Regions from separate parts of the Bombyx mori genome. Here region 1 is linked to region 2. A link is a contact called in public Hi-C data. All regions are on one chromosome and are shown on one strand. The core of a region is the stretch at or near the end of the contact, and the rest is flanking DNA. Distances in the headings are between cores, read along the strand shown. Region 1 overlaps E75 (nuclear hormone receptor E75). Region 2 overlaps LOC134199507 (a long non-coding RNA gene).

Evidence for each region. Hi-C and Micro-C count contacts between places; a contact is called where the count stands out from the background.
Region 1: a contact with region 2 is called in a Hi-C map of midgut, with 2.2 times the contacts expected there. The contact joins two enhancer-like sites. A contact is called at or near these places in 3 of 7 Hi-C or Micro-C datasets (midgut, posterior silk gland and whole pupa).

Annotation. Positions count from the first base shown.
Region 1 is chr10:7,888,403-7,891,102 of ASM3026992v2, forward strand. All of the region lies in intron 1 of E75 (nuclear hormone receptor E75), which reads right to left. Among protein-coding and RNA genes, the nearest start is that of LOC134199506, 51 kb to the left of the region's middle. Within about 2 kb of position 1,254, at least 8 of the 8 cell types and tissues checked have open chromatin away from gene starts, as enhancers often do.
Region 2 is chr10:7,774,841-7,777,540 of ASM3026992v2, forward strand. It overlaps LOC134199507 (a long non-coding RNA gene), which reads right to left. Exons shown (of 3, transcript XR_009974019.1): 3 at 1,003-1,444. Among protein-coding and RNA genes, the nearest start is that of LOC134199507, 6.3 kb to the right of the region's middle. Within about 2 kb of position 1,306, at least 3 of the 8 cell types and tissues checked have open chromatin away from gene starts, as enhancers often do.

The DNA of each region.
Region 1 (2,700 bases), core at 4-2,503, 110 kb after region 2:
GGCAATTTGATAAAAAAAAAAAGGGGGATCACACAAAATGGACGGGCGGGCGGGCAACGACCCAGGGAACTTGTAACTACATCTGTTTCCTCAAACACGAGAGGTCGTAACTCGCATTCAAACGCCTGTGTTACGACACTTTACGTTGCTGGCACAACGAGCGCTTCGAACTCAATGTTAACAAGGCGCGTAGGCATTCTTCTAAGTATCGATAATCCAAGCCTGCTACGTAAAACAATTTACTTACGTTACGAACAACAATTAATTAATAGATGACGTAACCTTACAACAGAGGTCATCACACATTCGTTAAGATGGTAACAATCAATCATGATAATCGAAAAAAGTTTGTTAAATTTATAAATTCGGTATTGCTAGTTCTAAGTTCTGCAGTATAAAGTCAGACAACCGTATTTAAAGGCACGTTATATAATTTTTTTAAAACGTATACTGTCGATTCGATAGTTTTATAAGAAGCCCTTCAGTTACAATGACTGTGACGAATGCGGGCAGAGAAAGGCCTGAGAAATTTCGCCGCGTTACGACATCAGCTTGATTCAACTGCTGCTAGAATTGACCGATTCGTGATACGATGGAAATGGAAAATTGCTAAGTGCAGCGGGGGGAGTGGGGGCATTCGCGTGCACTGGCCTATATGCAGTGCGACGACACCGGCGCCCGGGAGCGATGCACTCTCTAAGTACCTCATAGAGACGCGTACTCGACGCACACTCAAACACACACCTATTTTTCCTTAGGTACGGTATAGTCTAGGGCGTCGACGTATCTCTCTATTCATGGAAAAATGAATTCAAAACGATATTCATAGGCCGAGATTTCAACGCATGTTCGCTCACAGAAAGGAAGCATTTTGGATAACACTGATTTATGAAGAAGTTTGCTTCTCATAGAAAACGTTTTGTTTAGAAAGATGCCTTATTTTACGGCAAACGGTGAATACTTTTTGATTTGTTTGAAATGAAATGCCCCAAGGCACCCTAAGGCACACGAGCTTTCAACTTTCACTAAACTAGAATACAACTCGCGAATGAAAGCGATGCAATGATAAAAATAATTATAATATCGATAATCGAACAGTTACATCAAAAGAAGTATTAAGTTCAAATAAATTATAAACCATGTCATTTTTTAAATGGATGCATCGACAGTAAAATTGGAACGGATATAAATACAAGTGGCGGAATTGTGTGCGACGAAGCGGGGTGACCGTGTGTAGTGCACCCTGCACTGGTGCGGTAATAACAGCCGGTGTTCCGGTCTGAATGTAGCTGAGTCACCGAGCGACCCCTTTGCTGAGTGAGACCTAGGGTTTAACCCCGTCGCGACAACCCTAAACAAATTAAAATAATCGATATTGCAGTTTTCAAAGCTATTGCAAAGCTATTCCAATTCAATAATTGTCTTAATAATGTTAGTAAATTTAAAAAAAAAACAACACGATGATTTAATATTGTTTTATCAGAACGATTGAATTTTCTTAAATTGTACTGTAAAAGTTAAAGCAGATCATGTTATCCTAATTCAAACTTTCAAATCACGTAAACAAATTTCGTGGTATATCTTGGTCTCATAATCATAATATACATAGGTAGGTAAGTTCATTGACCCACACACACAAGTCAAGTTCAAGACTAAAAAAATATATTGTCTCTCTGACTCACCTTTGAATTCAGCCGTAAAAGGTATTTGTTCTCTATTGCCTTCCATTTTTGCTAAGTTCAAACACTGGATTTCCCAAAGCTAGGTTATAACCGGCGAACGGCTAAAGTCGGTTTGGCGCGAAATTATGGTTGTAGGTCGCAGCAGAGTACGCGAGAGGACCGCGCATGCGCTCCGATGACGTCAATGGGCAACCCCACACCCGGTGGTGAATAGTAATTCAGACCAAAAATACCCGGTGCTACCAAAGACAAATATTACACTGTCCATGTCATTTAGAATTTCATAGCTTTTTGTCTAATAACGATTACTGTATACAACGTAACAATATTTAAAAAAAAATGCAATCTTTACACAAATGGCTAGTCAGGCCGATGATACATATAAGGTATTGTTATAATAGGCATTGTTATGGGCAGGCCAATATTTTATTATTGTTACAAGTGGGCATGCCGTGGGGGTTAGCAGAGTTCACGGCCAACACCGCGCCCGCCACCCTACGATCACCCAGCCCGCAGATGCTTACACGAAACTAGGCTCGTTTCTATTTATAAGTTCAGCCACCTATAGAGATTACTTGGTAAAATAATGATGGCCTATTCACTCCAAATTTAGGAACAAAAATATTATATAAAGCATCTTAAAGAATTAACTCTAGCTGGTTGATCCATTCTTAGTTTTATTTCATAGATAATTAATTACATATAAATTATTGCAATACATACTACTACTTAGTATACTTTTTATTCAATAAATTTTACAAGCATCACGTATATTGTGTATTGCTTTAATGAGTCTGTGAATAATTAATACAGAAGAAATTTTAATGAACTCTATTGAATGTTTCTCAAGATTGTTTACAATGCACGTTTTCATTATAAAAAAAATTAAACACAAAAATATTCGTTTTAGGAGGTGAGCGACATCTATTGACATAGCTGTTACTTGTTTCTACTCGACACTAGATGGCGCTATCCTTGATTTATGTTTGAAATTATTCCAAATTGTTGTTGCAGTTAG
Region 2 (2,700 bases), core at 56-2,555:
TTGTATTTTATACTTCTATAATCACAAATTTCGCCAAAACTACACTATTAAAAATATTAACAAAGACAAACAATATTAAATTTTAATCTATTCTCAATTTGACCACAGACGTCAAGAACAAAAGTTTGACAATAAATACTATGCATGCATGTGTGCGTCAAATACATGGTATGTAATGTGTGTAATGTTTTCTTTATTGATTTAATGTATATTTTATGCATTATTTAAAAAAAATATTAGCGTTGTGCACTTCTTCTCTATAAGTCTGGAAAATTTCATACTCGTCCGTCCGTGCAATTTTCGTAAAAAGGGATACAAAGTTTTTGCTTCACGTATTAATATATAGATGAATGCGTTTTCTACTGATACTAAAATTTTGTTTTAATATAGATTTTTATTTTTGTTTTTTTTATTGCTTAGATGGGTGGACGAGCTCACAGTCCACCTGGTGTTAAGTGGTTACTGGAGCCCATAGACATCTACAACGTAAATGCCGCCACCCACCTTGAGATATAAGTTCTAAGGTCTTATTAGTATAGTTTAAAGTCGTCGTGGCCTAAAGGATAAGACGTCCGGTGCATTCGTATATAGCGATGCACTGGTGTTCGAATCTCGCTGGCGGGTACCAATTTTTCTAATGAAATACGTACTCAACAAATGTTCACGATTGACTTCCACGGTGAAGGAATAACATCGTGCAATAAAAATCAAACCCGCAAAATTATAATTTGCGTAATTACTGGTGGTAGGACCTCTTGTGAGTCCGCACGGGTAGGTACCACCGCCCCGCCTATTTCTGCCGTGAAGCAGTAATGCGTTTCGGTTTGAAGGGTGGGGCAGCCGTTGTGACTATACTGAGACCTTAGAACTATATCTCAAGGTGTGTGGCGCATTTACGTTGTAGATGTCTATGGGCTCCAGTAACCACTTAGCACCAGGTGGGCTGTGAGCTCGTCCACACATCTAAGCAATAAAAAAAAAAAAAAAAAAAAAAAAAGTTACAACGGCTACCCCACCCTTCGAACCGAAGCGCATTACTGCTTCACAGCAGAAATAGGCGTACCTACCCGTGCGGACTCCCAAGAGGTCCTACCACCAGTGATTTGGCTTGACGCTTCATTTTCGTTCACCACTATAATAATTTAACTGAAACTGCAACAAAGTTTCATTATAAGAAACGTAATAAGGACGTATCGTTTAATGCGTTTGCAGGTTAATCAAAGGCAAATAAGGGCCAAGCGGGTGTCAGCTGCGCTCGCGCTCGCGCACCGCAACAGTGAAAGTGGGTTGAATACGACGCCATTACTTTCGGTTTCTCTAGCGCGCACGCCGCCGCCGCGCCGCACGCCCGATCGCGCGCTCGTTACAATAAACACCGCATCCCGTCGATTTCTCGCTCCGTTAAATTTCACCTTTTCCACTCTACGATCTCTTCGTGTTTGACCTGCTAGTAGAAAGCTGTATCTGTTTTTGTATAAAAATATTGTTAAAATTGGACACTAAGTTCCGTTTCATCTAGATTGTTTGATTAACTATTAATATTTTTTGATCTTGATGCATTTTCTTAGGTTTTAATGAGAATTGGGGCATATGTATAAAACATTTGTGGATTAATTTCACGTTAGTTTCGAGTTTTTTTTTTCGTGTTCCTGGTAATTGAAGACAAAATAAAATAATATGTTCGATTATTTATAATTAACTACACTGAGATAAATTACTTCCTATACAGAAGCTATACTAACCAATAATAATCTTGAGATTATCTAGATTTTTTTTTACTATTTTTATTTTTCGCACAAAGGCTCAAATTATAAGTTCATAATAATTTTGTTCCTAGATCAAAAAAAAATTGGTAGGTATTAGGAAAGGTGTGTGTTATAAAATCCGTGATTAGTGTGATGGTGAAGATGACCTAGAAAGTTGTTACTTTCGACAGCTGTGTCGACGTTGCCTCGTGGAGCACTCAAACGCCTAAAAGTCATTTCACATTTTTAAAAACTACACAATAAACACCAGGATATATTATGTGACCTCAATCCATACGTATTTACCTCGGAAACTACAAATATAATTAACGTTCGAATTTAAATAATGTTTTATTTATAATAATAAACGCTGATAGGGTAAATGTAGCATCGTTAATTTTATGATTGTAAACTAAATTTAGAAATGTGCACCCATATTGATATTTTGTTTATTTAATTATTATGGTATGATGGTAGACGAGGTTGCGTTCTGATATTACTTAGCACTAATAACTAGTCCATTATGCCAGAGCTAAGTAAATCCCGCTGCCCAATTTCATACTTAAGGAGAAAGCCTTAAACGCATGATTGATTCGCAATTCGCAAAGTCCCACCGAATTTATGCGGAGATTGAGATAAGTATTGGGGGTAATTTAGGTAGGCTATCATGGTGAATATACTACAGATATGGGCGGTTTGATCAGAAAGTAGGTCGAGGAAGGCGGGTCTCATGCTTAACCGTATCTTCTGATATTTAGCCGATTATGATGTAAATCTTGTTAAAAAAATTATTCTCATTTATTAAAGAAAATCACAGCAAGAAATAATAAGAACAACTCTACTATTGTAAAAAGTATTTAAAAACTAAAAGATCAAAATGGTTAACATAATACGAGCGACCTTTTAGAGGTAATGGAGTAAGGAAAAAAATTGTATTAAAAATTGTGTATTACTA